Regions from separate parts of the Sus scrofa genome. Here region 1 is linked to region 2. A link is a contact called in public Hi-C data. All regions are on one chromosome and are shown on one strand. Each heading gives the region's core, a stretch centred on a gene start, on an enhancer-like site or on the middle of the called end of the contact. The rest is flanking DNA. Distances are from core to core; before and after follow the strand shown.

Evidence for each region. A called contact is a pair of places that touch in the nucleus more often than the background predicts.
Region 1: a contact with region 2 is called in a Hi-C map of embryonic fibroblasts, with 1.9 times the contacts expected there. The contact joins the enhancer-like site here to the promoter of LGALSL in region 2. A contact is called at or near these places in 2 of 5 promoter capture datasets (fetal skeletal muscle and liver), 4 of 47 Hi-C or Micro-C datasets (embryonic fibroblasts, epiblast stem cells, liver and 1 more) and 1 of 2 datasets of contacts at active chromatin or transcription factors (skeletal muscle).

Annotation. Positions count from the first base shown.
Region 1 is chr3:77,558,605-77,565,715 of Sscrofa11.1, forward strand. The region is part of intron 1 of LOC110259999 (a long non-coding RNA gene); the gene reads right to left. Among named protein-coding and RNA genes, the nearest start is that of LGALSL, 83 kb to the left of the region's middle. Within about 2 kb of position 4,682, at least 6 of the 83 cell types and tissues checked have an H3K27ac peak or open chromatin away from gene starts, as enhancers often do. A contact at or near this core is called in embryonic fibroblasts, where this site is marked.
Region 2 is chr3:77,478,148-77,484,747 of Sscrofa11.1, forward strand. It overlaps LGALSL (galectin-related protein), which reads right to left and starts at 1,268. Exons shown (of 5, transcript XM_003481202.4): 1 at 763-1,268; 2 at 1-4. The coding sequence starts at 798.

The sequences.
Region 1 (7,111 bases), core at 3,432-5,931, 84 kb after region 2:
CCATTCTGAAGCACTCAGTCTCAAGAAACAGAGCTGCTCCAATTCAAATGCAAACAATGCCAGCACCACCACCCACCACGCCCAGCCCAGAGTCCTGAGCTATATGACGTCTTCTTGAGACTCAGAGAATGACAGGTGACAGTGTCAAACTAGTGACACATCCCAAAGAGAAACCATCCCTCATGGACACTTGCTCCCACAGCCTCCAGGAGCTTTCAAAGAACCACCCATTCTGTTCCAGGCCTTCCAGCGTTCAGGGAAACATATTCCTGGGCCAGTGGAAAAGTGGGCTTGGAGTGGCTGATGAGACCTTCTGGGCTAACCGTCCTCAGCCATAGAAAATAGGAAACTAACCTATGGTGGTGAGTTTCCCTGACCTGTGGAGGAGATAGCAGCAGAACAGTGTAAGCACGGAGGACAATTCCACCTAGAGTGCCTGGCATGGGAACATGGGGGACCCAAGTTTGGAATGTATTGTGACGCAAGGTTGACATCCAATGTGCAGCTGAGGGTGTGGGGGCTCTAAAGGTGAATGCCAGGGCATGGGGTTTGGGGACAACCACCTATTTTACCTTGCTTGAGGCATGCCTCTGTGCATTGAGCTAAAGTTTATTGAGCTCCATGGTGTATTGGACATAGAGAAGCAGTGCAGCGGCACAGCCCCAGTCCTCAAAGAACTCAGTGTATTAGGAAAGAGAAATCTACACTGAACATTACAGAAGGTGTCATGTGATAGATGCAAGTCCGAGGCTCTCCCGAGCTGAAATCCTACTGCTAGAAATCATCCTGTGAAGCTAATGCCAGGGTGGCCCATAGCTGAGCTCTCAACTTTGGCTGTGCATCAAATCCCCTGGGAAACTGAGAATCAGGCCACACACACAGCATGTAAATCAGAATCTCTGGGGAAGGTCCCAGCCATCAGCAGTTTTTAAAGCTCCCCCAGTAATCCCGGTGTAGCAGGATGGAGAACCACGGGCCAGCCCCTCTTGTGTGGTCTTGCTCCAGAGAATCCCCCTTAATAGGAAGCTTCATGGTTGATAAATTAGGACCTTAGGGGACAGCCAGGCTGGGAGATGGACTAGTGAGTACATTGACACACAAAAAACTTTCAAATGTTGTTTTATATTTGTGTAACTCAGAAACCTGCCCACTACTAGCATGTTCAGTATCCCCAGGCCGTGAACCCAGAGAGATTATGGTTTCCCTCACTTACATCTAAGGCCCAGAACCAACTCTTCTGGGATTGAACGGCAGTAAGAACATCTTTTTCCTTCAGAGGAAACTGTCTTTCCAATACCACCTCAAAGGGTATGGCCTGGCCCTGTGGTACCTGCAAGGCAATCATAGTTTATAGAACATTTCCCAAAATTCCAAGAAATATGTGGGATGTGGACTTTTGTTGGTGTTGGGGTATAGGGGTCATGATTAAAAAATATCATAGAATTAGGAGTTCCCATTGTGGCTCAGTAGGTTAAGAACCCTACCTAGTGTCTGGGGGGATGTGAGTTCAATCCCTGGCCTCACTCAGTGGGTTAAGGATCCAGGTTGTTGCAAGCTGCAATGTAGGTTGCAGAGGCAGCTCAGATCTTGCATTGCTGTGGCTGTGGTGTGGCCCGCAGCTCTGATTTAACCTCTCGTCTGGGAACTTCCATATGCCATAGGTATGGCCACAAAAAGAAAAAAAAAAATTAAAAAAATAAAAAGAGGAAGAAGAAAATAAATCATGGAATTAGTAGGGAAAGGCCAAATGGTGCAATAGAAATAAGCCCTATCAGGATACTGTACACATGTTGAGTGGGAATAGAACTCTAGCCACACTTTACACACACACACACACACAAATTTTAGCACCAGGCATCATCAGTAAAATTCCCTTAGTTCTCAAATGCTCATATCGGCCCTTATTTTGAATTGGTTGGATGTGGGACATCCATGAGACACTGACCAGAGATAAGCCACTTGGACAGGTAGTTCTGTGAGCCAGTCTTGGGTTGGTGAGAGAAATTTGGGAGTCAACAGCCTAAAGAGGGAATTTCAGTCCCTGAGCTGATGAGATGACCCAGGGAGGATATAGATAGAGGAGGATGGAGGCTGAGATCAAACCCTTCAGTTGCCCCCATGTTCGAAGTTGGATGTAGCAAACTAAGCAGATGAAGGCAGAGAGGGAAGAAGGAAACCAGCACGTAGAAGCCAAGCTAGGGTCCAGGAGGAGGGGACAGTCAGGTCAAAAAAGATTAGGACAAAAACACACCCATTGGACCTGGGTATCAGGGCAGTCACTGGGGGCCGTGATGGGTCATTTCAGTGGTGCCATGAAGGCAGAGGCTTTGGCAGTGGGCAGAGAAGTTATTCTAGAAATTTGGGTATGATAGGCAACAGGGAGGTGGGGTTGTAGCTGGGGGATATGAAAGAAGGGAAGTGTTTCATGTTTATTTTCTTTGCAAATGAGAATGATTCAGGAGAGAGTTATCAAGGCAGCAGAGAAAGGGGTTCCCAGAGGAGTGAAGTCCTTGGGAAGATGGCAGGGATCAGCCCATAGGAGGGAGGAACTGGTATTTGGTAAGATGAGAGATCTCTAACAGTTCACATGTGAAGGAAGGAAGTTCAAGTTTATTCCACTTTGCCGTGAGAGAAAATACTTCTCATTTGTCTGTCTGTCTATCTATCTCTGTATGTTTCTCTCTCTCTCTTTCTTTCTATTACAGTATAGTTGATTTACAGTGTTGTGCCAATTTCTGCTGTACAGCAAAGTGACCCAGTCATACACACACACACACACACACACACACACATATATTCTTTTTCTCGTATTATCTTCCATTATGGTCTATCCCAAGAGACTGGATATAGTTCCCTGTGTTGTACAGCAGGACTTCATTGCTTATCCATTCTAAATATAATAGTTTGCATCTACTAACTCCCAATTCCCCATCCATCCCACTCCCCTCCTCCCCCTTGGCAACCACAAGTCTGTTCTCTATGTCCGTGAGTCTGTTTTTGTTTTGTAGATAGGTTCATTTGTGCCATATTTTAGGTTCCACATACGAGTCATATCATATGGTATTTGTCTTAGAGAAAATAGTTCTTGATTCTTTTCCCCCCCGGTGGTTTGTGTTTATGGGGTGAACCTAGGAGAAATCTCCTTTAACAGCAGGTGGAATGTAAGGTAAGTCATTCCCCCCCTGCCCTGAGCTAATCAGAATTTCAAAAGGCATGTTTGGTTGTGCTGTATTATATTAGAAGGGTATGGGTGAAGCATGAGCTATTTACCACTATCTAGGTCAAACTGATTAAGTTATAGAAATAGAAGCTCTCTTTAATCCATATGATGAAAATAAATATTTTCAGACAGCAGTCAGAGTACAAAGGAAAATTCCATCAGTGTGACCTCAAAATCATAGTTTTAGAACCCACAGGTGTCATAGTCTAGAAAGCCTAAGTACTTGGTTTTTGTCTAACTTTGTGAGATACTGCTCTACTCTTTACCCCACAAACTGACAGAAGAATACCCAGCAGCCCTTGAGAATGCACATATTGATGATCATTTATGAACACGTGTCAAAGTGTTCCTTGGACCTAGCACATGAGATACATCTTGAGATATGTTATATCTCAGGAAATGGACTAGTGAGGATGAAATCAGTCTTTCAGATAAAACGTGGATTTTTAAAACCTTATGTTTCTTCTAAAAATGGAGAAAGATATCCAAGGAGATAGAAAAATATATGCAGAAAAAAATATTCCTTGAGTTGATTCTCGAGCACCCATGGTGAAGTCGGTACAGATATGCATTGCACAAATGGAGGAAGGGAGAGGCTTGCATGGGTCTGGGGTTTAGGGAAAGTGCTTGAGGTCTTGCTTCATCAAGTAACCTCCCTTCAGAACCCAACCTGCAGCTTCCCTGTCCTTCACATGGATTTCCTTCAGCATTTAGGCATCTGATCCTTGCCATAATTTCACAGTCTGTCTTCCCAGAGTTCTCTAGTCATTTCCTGTTCTCTGAACACTGGCTACCACTCATTACCCCTCCCCACCAACAGAGGATTCTTACTCTTAAATTTACCTCCACGGTAATCGTCACTTTCTTGAATGCATCAATTAATGCTAGTTGAACTGAACCAAAAAATGCATCTGCTCTAAGCTAGGTAATGTTGCCCTAGGGTGGAACCACAAACTGTTCACTTTTTCTTTACCCCGTAGTCTTCATGTCCTCCTAAATTCGAATTAGAGGACCCAGGGAGGGCAAGGGGGTCCAGTCTGTTTTCCTCATCCACTCTGCTCAGGATGTACTGTGGTACCTGGCAGTTCACACACTCAAGCTTTCAACAAAGTTTCCAAGACCTTGTGAAGGGTGGGAATGAGTGGAGAAGTCTGGGAGGGGCCCCTGGGCTGAAAGCCAAAAGCAGGTGAGAGTTTGCCAGCAAGCCTTAGAGGGTGACTCAGTGGGAAACAACTTTACAGAGAAAAGTAGTGAGTAGGGATATGGCCGAAAGAGGCGTGAGGAGAAGACGCCTTTGGCACAGTGTAAAGCTAATGTGCCCTGGTGGTTCAGTCAGCGTTTCTTTCCAGTTGGTATTGAGATTTCTCCCAGCCTGGCTTCTGCTTACACTCCAGTGCAGGCCCCTGTGGGAGCCTGGCTCTATGGCTGCTCCTCTCTCCCACTCCCTGCAACTCATGACCTCCTCAACCATAACCAAGAGAGCAAGAGAAATCAGTTGCTTTGGGAGTAACTGTTATCTTAAGGGTACATGGTGACCACAAAAACAAAGAGTTGGTTTTGTGGTTTGGGATGTCATTCCGATTGCGAGGATGCGTGTAATCCCGAGTATGCAGAAGCTTGCTTGCAGCTGAATGGGGACACATTACAAACTCTCTCATGTGTTTCTAGGAAGCACTGATACCCTTTTCTTTGGAGGTTATTATTAGACCAAGATGCCAGCCATGCTGATGGCCTCAGACCTATTCCTTGTTGGCCTGGCTGTGGGGTATCCGGTAGCACCAACACTAGACATTATGTCAGTCTGGGAGAGAGGCCCAGGTGCCTGTGGGCTCTGGTGGCACCCGAGCACAATGCTGGCTCCATGCTGCCAGTGTCAACCACACACACAAAATATGACAACTTTGTTCAGCACTCTGCACAAGCTAGATAGTCCTGTCCAGAAGGAGTTGGGTGGGTCTCAGTCTAACTCATAAACTCATTTTCATACTATTTTAAAAGAAGCCTCAATTGCCAAGAAAACACTAAAAGTCACTGCCTATTTGTATGTGAGGGGGAGGGGAGTATGGAACAGGGTGGGAGAAAGGCTTCTCAATGTTTACCTTTTTATATCTTTTTGAATTTTGAACCACTACACACACATATATTTTAAACAAAAAATAAGAAAAAAAGTCATTATCTCAGCTTCTTCTACCCAAGAACTTCCAATGGTGTTTCTTAAAGGTGCCTGGTATACAAAATTACTAGTAATAGGTTCTGTATCAAGGATGTGCTATGTGCCCTTGGACTCCAGGTATCCCCTCCCCAAAGGTCAAAGACTCACTTGTCAAACAATAAGAGTGGAATAACGTTATCCCTAGTTCCCAGTAATCTCATGGCCTCTAGAAAGGTGTGAAATGGGATGAGATGATTCCCTGCAAACCTAATCCTGAAAGGCAACCCCAGAGAGGTAGACTGAAGGGAGGAGCCATCAGCAAGAACCCCCATGCTTAACACAAACACACCCCATTTCCAACTGGAGACCATTGGATGTGCTTTACTCACCACCTGAGCCATGCAGGGCCATGTTGGAATCTGAGGCGGAAGGAAAGCTGTGCAACCCCACGTGCATTTTTTTAATTACTTTTTAATGGAACGTTAAAGTAGTTGAAAAAAATGTTGAAAGATTGAAAAACAGGTATATTAAAACAGACAACATTATTTTAAGTTTGCATACTTGATTTATATCCAAATAGAATTTATTATGATTTTAGTTCTGCTTAATTAATTAAAAAAATCTTTAAAATTGTCCCTTAGGAGAAATGGTCAAACATGATAATTTTGTCAATTAAAAATGAGAGAAGCAAAGAAGTAGATCTGGAAAATATGATTGATGGGTTGTCATTCACTGAAGCCATGAACACACATTTTCCCTTTTGCCTCAGGCTCCTATATGGCTCAGCCCCATACTGATCTTTATTTGAAATTTTGATATATTGCCTATCATGGATTTTTTGCATTAATTTTTATCTTTTTTAAAGTATGGCATTAAAATTTTTTCTTGTTGACTGATCCTATTAAATTTTTTTAATTTTTTTAAATTTTTTTCCCACTGTACAGCATGGGGATCAAGTTATTCTTACATGTATACATTTTTTCCCCCACCCTTTGTTCTGTTGCAATATGAGTATCTAGACATAGTTCTCAATGCTACTCAGCAGGATCTCCTTGTAAATCTATTCTAAGTTGTATCTGATAACCCCAAGCTTCCCATCCCTCCCACTCCCTCCCTCTCCCACCGGGCAGCCACAAGTCTATTCTCCAAGTCCATGATTTTCTTTTTTGAGGAGATGTTCATTTGTGCTGGATATTAGATTCCAGTTATAAGTGATATCATATGGTATTTGTCTTTGTCTTTCTGACTCATTTCACTCAGTATGAGAGTCTCTAGTTCCATCCATGTTGCTGCAAATGGCATGATGTCATTCTTTTTTATGGCTGAGTAGTATTCCATTGTGTATATATACCACCTCTTCCGAATCCAATCATCTGTCGATGGACATTTGGGTTGTTTCCATGTCCTGGCTATTGTGAATAGTGCTGCAATGAACATGCGGGTGCATGTGTCTCTTTTAAATAGAGTTTTGTCCGGATATATGCCCAAGAGTGGGATTGTGGGATCATATGGAAGTTCTATGTATAGATTTCTAAGGTATCTCCAAACTGTTCTCCATAGTGGCTATACCAGTTTACATTCCCACCAACAGTGCAGGAGGGTTCCCTTTTCTCCACAACCCCTCCAGCACTTGTTATTTGTGGACTTGTGAATGATGGTCATTCTGACTGGTGTGAGGTGGTATCTCATGGTAGTTTTGATTTGCATTTCTCTTATAATCAGTGATGTTGAGCATTTTT
Region 2 (6,600 bases), core at 18-2,517:
GTTTCTAAAAATAGAAGCAAACAGATTGGCTTTCTAAAGGCCTTTGGGGAGGGGGTTGGGGGGCGGGGAAGAACCTACACAAATCCGGCGGAATCCAGCAGCCCTGCACAGAAAGCAGGCAGTATCTGCAGATGCTGCCACCTCACAGTCCACTGAAAAACCGCATAACCCCCCAGAACAAAACCCGTCCTTTCCACCAGGTAGCTAAGCCTCTGACGATCCCCAGACCCTTCCAATCTAGATCAAAATCAAGGTCGAGGCCCACTGGGGAGCCAGTGCCCGGCGCCGGAACAAGGCAGGTCCCTCTCCAACAGCAAACGCCCCTAGAAAAGCGGTCGCCCAGGCCTGTCCTCCGGGACGTGGCTGGAGTGCAGTGGCCGCGCTCAACTTCTCTCGCGAGCCCTCGGCGCGGACCCATTTCCAAGGGGGAATCCCCGGGACGTCGGCGGCGGACGCGGGGCGCACGTCCCGGACACAATCACACAGGCGCACACTCACACGTGCAACGTGCACACACCTGGCCGGCGGCTGCACGGCGCAAAGGGGTATGGCGGTCACCCCTATCCCGCGGGCCGCCCCCACACATCTCCCCTCAGCCAGGGCCCTTCGACCGGGCTACCCCTCCGGCCGCACACCGCGCACAGCCCGCTCCCGCTACCAGGTACTGGGGCGCCTTTCCACGCGGGGGGCGCGGGGCAGGGCCTCGGCTCGGCGGGAGCCGGCGGCCTGGCCGTGCGGGCCGCTGGAGGGGGGCGCACTCACCACCACAGCATCGCTGTCGGCCACCGACCCCGCCATCTTCTCGCGCAGCGCGGCGGGGAGCACGGCTGGCGGCCCGGCGGCAGGGGACGTGGGACGCAGCGCGCGGGCGGGGATCCCGGGGCGGTCCTGCACCGGGCGGGAACGCGGGTCCGAGGCTGGCTCAGGCGCGCGCACACACGCGGGCACGCGCGCGCGCGCACCAGGGGCCCCGGCGCCGACCCGGCCGGTGGGGCCGGGGAGAAGGGGAGGAGGCGGGGGAGGTGCCGCGGGCCGGCAGGTCTGAGGTGGCCGCAGCCGCCGGCGTCCGGACAGCGCTGCCGAGTCGAGGCTGCTGGCTTCTTCAGGGTGCTGCTGCCGCCGGTTGAGGAAAAAGGTGGCGAGGGCCGCGCCTTGCCGGCCCTGGGCAGCATTTAAAGGCCGCCGAGGCCCGGCTTGGGAACCGGGAACAGGGCGGGGACCCGGCTGGGCTGCTGCGGCTTGCTCAGCTTGCCCTACCCCTCGGCCATTGGACAGTGGCAGGAGGCTGGGGCGGGAGGGACGGGCCTGTCGGGCTCGGGGCGTGAGTACGGGCGGCCGCCCGGTCGGCCCTCTCCCTCGGCAGGGTGGGTGGGGCTGGGGCACGGGGAAGTGAAGGCCTGAGCCTGCCAGGTGACAGGTGCTTGTGACATCCCGCCCCTCCGCTCCATCCTTCTCCGGCCACGTCTCGGAGCAGGTGGGACTGTGGAGACCGAGGTCAGCAGAAGATTGGGAGTGCAGATGGTATTCCAGAGCTCAAGATTTCTTTCAGAGAATTCCCACAAAGTACGAGGAAAGATTCATTGGGCTTTCTGGGGTAGAAAGATAATGAAAGGTCTCTGAGCTTTGCAAAAATAAATATTTGACCTAAAAGCAAGAGGTAGAGAGAATTCACAAGTGGGACTTTTATATTACAGAAGATTAGGTACAGAAGACTCCACCCCCCGCCCCGCCCCCATGGAAGAATGGGCAAGTCTGGGGCTACCTGGAAGCTCTCTCATGCAGGGGTCTGGCTAGTCTTAACAAGTTGAATCCGTCAGAGTGACTGCCCTCAGAAAGCCTCCATTAGACCGTTTTGTTGTTGTTGTTTTCTTGGTTTTATTAACAAGTCACCTGCTCAGTATAGGGAGTAAATTTGTCACTGAAAATCTCCTGATATACTTTGTGGAGCACTTCTCAGGGGGTACACCCCTCTTTATTCCAAGGCACAAATTCCTTTATGGTTTCCAAATTAGGATGATTATGTAACTACTCAGATAAAGCTGTATCAACATACCCTTTATTAGATGACATCTTGGCTTAAACATTCCACTGTGTGAATCACTCGGGTGATTTATACTAATAAGCAGGGAGCATGTGTGACCTTACTGCAATTCCAGAGGGGCCCTCAGAGGCTCCCTTCTTGCCACGTTGCTGAATGTTTGGCCTAGGACATCACTGAGGCTTTTGTGTCTTAGCTTTCCTTTTATGGACCAGAGCTAATCATGATAATCTCAGTGGAGTACAGAGAATTACCTGCACACGCCTGTAAGCTACAGACATATCTTTTGTGTGTGCTGAATTTGAGGCTGAAGGGCGGCATTGTTAATGGCTCACACTTTTGCTCTTGTTTACCCAGTCTTAGCTCAAAAATCACACTTTATTGATTATTTTAAAATATTAGGCAGTCACAGGAAACAGTTGACATTTTGAAAGCACACTTTGATATGTCTCAATTTCTGAGAGCTTAGTATAGGAAAAACCCATTGAAGTAGTTTTTTGTCATTAGCTAAGCTAAGAGTGACACAATACATCATGGTAGTTAAAGAGTCTGTGCCCTTGGTTTAAATCCTGGCTCTACCATTGACTAGCTGAGTGATCTTGGACAAGTTCCTAAACCTCTCTGTGCCTCAGTTTCTTCATCTGTGAACCAGAGATGACAGCAATGATGACCATAGTGCCTATCTCGTGTTATTGGGAAAATTAGATAGATTGGTTCCTGTGCTTTCCTTAGAGTTGTACCAGGCACATAGTAAGCACTTATTCTACAAATGTCCCAAGGGCCTGCCACGTACTAGGCACTGGGGAATCCAGTGGGGACTTTTATTTTTATTTTTATGTTTTTTGCCTTTTTTGGACCGTACCCATGTGGCATATGGAGGTTTCCAGGCTAGGGGTCCAATTGGAGCTGAAGCTGCTGGCCTATGCCACAGCCACAGCAACTCGGGATCCGAGCTGCGTCTGTGACCTACACCACAGCTCATGGCAACGCCGGAACCCCAACCCACTGAACAAGGCCAGGGGTTACACCTGCGCCCTCATGGATGCTAGTCGGTTTTGCTAACCGCTTGAGCCATGACGGGAACTCCCAGTGGGGACGTTTAAACAACTGATCTTGCACTCTAGTGGGGAAAGGCAACCAATCAATAAATATATAATATGTCAGGCTTAAAAGTGTTAGAAAAAAAATAGTAAAGTAAGTAAGGTGGGAGAGAGGTAGGAGGTAAGGTAATGCTGTTTGCAGTGTGATCAGGGAAGCCAACTGTGGTAGAGTTTGAGGATCCCTGGAAGGAGGGAGGCATTCAGAAGCCTGGGAGAAGACTGCTGGCAGAGGGAATTGCAAGGGCAAAGTGCCCAGGATGAGGTATGGGAAGAAAGTGTTGGGTGCAGATGGGGTGTGGGACAGAAGTGATAAGTAACTAGGAATGGAATAGGCTATGTAGACTGTGTGAAGATTGACTTCTTGGGAGAGGTGGGCAGACGTTGGAAGTTTCTGGGCAAAGGGGTTTGCCTTCTGTTGTGGATGCATCCCTCTGGCTGCTGTGGGGAGTGGTCTCTGTGGTGGGGGAAGAGTGTAGGAGGGAGGGTAAAAGCAGGACTTGGGAGGTCCCTGCCCCAATCCAAGCAGGGTATAATGGTGGCTTAGACACAGTGGAAGTGATGAAGATGTGAGAAGCCCTGAGCCCTTGATAAGCCTTAGCTGTTGTTGTTATGCAGTTGTGAGAGTTCATATCAACTTCTAAGCCTCAGTTTCCAAAATTAAGGGTTTGGACGCATTCATCATTCCTCCTTAGCTCTTAGAATGTTCTTATGTTTCCTGAAAAGCTGTATAAATACCGTCTAAATTTAAATGGGTTTGAGAGTAGATGCTGCTGAATGAAAATAATCTTGGGTTGAATCTTTCAATAAGTGTTTTTTTAGGGTGAAGAATAACCCTTTGGATTACTTTGTAAGTGGAGTTGAAGATATTTGGATTGCTTGAGATGAGTTCTTACATTTTTTACATTTTAAAGGATGTAAAGAACAGGAAGGTCCTGAATCTGCCCAGAATATTTTAACATGGAAAATTGCCTTTTATTACAAAAATACTTGATTCTTTATCAGTCATTCTATAGAATGCTTCCTTTTGAACATGGAGAGCAAGGAGAAAGGCTAAATGAATTTTTTGTTATAATAAAAACTGAGCAGAGCTGAACTACTCCTTATAGGGGAAAGTTCATTAACAAATTAATGAATTAGTTTAAAAATTTTTTGATGTTGAACAGAGAAAGACAGGGAAACTTTGCTCTGAGCTTTGATTATAGGCATTTGTGTCTAAAAAAGATTAATGAAGATTGTGACCCTTTTATGAAATGCCACAGTGAACTGCATTATTGCTGGAAACTACTAAAAAGGCTAAAGAAGGTGGGGAAGGCAGTCAAACAGGTGATTAGCATTGAAAAAGACTTATACACAGGTTTTTGAAGATAGACTTTGCTAAATGATCTTCCCAGATGAAAATAGATCACTTCCTTCTTTCCTTCCCATTCGATATGTTTTATTCAAATGTAGGCCTGCAGAATTTCTGGGGGAGAATACAGTACTGACGTCAATTCAGCCACCATTTTATGAGCATTGCTAGGTGCTGTGATATCACAGCCCAAGAAAAGGTGTTTATGGATACGCGGATCTTGTTCTGCAGGAGCTCACAGCTCACTCTGGGGGCCAGTGTAATATAGTGGGTGAAATAATAAAGGCCTCAGACCCACAGCCTGAGCACTGAGTGGGGAGAGTCACTCCCATTTGGAGGATTAAGGCAGCTTTCTGGAGGAGCTGGTATATCTCTGACCACATGCCCGGCAGCACCTTCTGCAGTCTCATCAAAGCAAGTCTGCAAAGACTGCATGGTGGCTCTATTCATGGCCCGAATTCTAAACCTACTTCTCAGTCTGGTCAACCACGAGCTGCACCCTTATTCCCAGAGAGAGGCTGGTTTTGTCTCCTGCCCTGGTCCGAATGGACATGTGCCTTCTTCCCTTGAACTGTGACTGGGAACCCTGATCCCCTAGGCCTGACTTTGAGCTTCAGACCTCTTGTTTTTTTGTGTATTATCCTCATTGGCAGGAGCAGGGTTTCTCACCCTCAGTACTATTAACATTTTAGGTTGAGAAATTCTTTGTGGTGGGGGTTGTCCTGTGCTTATAGGATGTTGAGTGCTAGATACCAGTGGCACACTCTGCCCCCTGTCCACAAGTGGCGACAACCAAAAATGTCCTCAGACATTGACAGATGTCAAATGTCCCTGAGTGAGGTGGAGCAAACTTGGCTCCAATTGAGAACCAGTTATCTAAAAGGTGCTTTAGTACTGATATCAGACAAAATAGACTTTAAAACAAAAGACATAAAGAAAGACAAAGAAGGACACTATTTAATGATTAAGGGATCCATCCAAGGAGAGGATATTACTATTGTCAACATATATGCCCCAAATACAGGAGCACCAGATACATACAACAAATATTAACAGACATAAAATGTGCTTTAGGAGTCCTTAGAGTTCCTGTTGTGGCTCATTGGGTTAAGAACCTGATGTAGTGTACATGAGGATGCAGGTTCTATCCCTGGCCTCGCTCAGGGGGTTAAGAATCTGGCATTGCCATGAGCTGTGGTATAGGTCACAGACACAGCTCAGATCCTGTGTTGCTGTTGCTGTGGCGTAGGCTGGCAGCTGCAGCTCTGATTTGACCCTTAGCTCAGGAACTTCCATATGCCGCAGATGTGGCCCTAAAATGAAAAAAAAGATTCCTATTATTCATATATATATAATGTGAAGTCTATCCAATCTAGCATGGAAACTCAGACATCAGAAACACTTGTATAGCAACATGGATGGAACTAGAGACTCTCATATTAAGTGAAATAAGTCAGAAAGAGAAAGACAAATACCATATGATATCACTTATAACTGGAATCTAATATACAGCACAAATGAACATTTCCACAGAAAAGAAAATCATGGACTTGGAGAATAGACTTGTGGCCGCCTGGGGGGAGAGGGAGGGAGTGGGAGGAATGGGGAGCTTGGGGTTATTGGATACAATTTGGAATGGATTTACAATGAGATCCTGCTGAGTAGTATTGAGAACTATGTCTAGATACTTGTATTGCAACAGAACAAAGGGTGGGAAAAAAATGTATACATGTAAGTGTATCTTCGCCCCCATGCTGTATAAATTAAAAAAAAAAAAAAAAGAAACACTTGCCTTTTTATTTGGCAACTCATTGCTTCCTGATAACTATGGGAGCACTTTACAAATTGTTCCACAAAGAACCCTTACAATGAAGGAGGACTTTTGAGGACCCCTGTGGATGTATCTTCCAGCTCAAAATGTTTGCAATATTGAGAAATTTGTGTGACTTTTGCTGCATTCTGTTCCACCACATTGCCATGTTTATTTTTGATACAAACCTAATGTATTCCCCACACCCATAAATACTGCAAAACTGAAGCATCTAAATGTTTACCCTGTTCATCTTGTGGTTTGAGTCCCTCCCTGTCCCAGACCCCAAAGAGTAGTTGCAGCC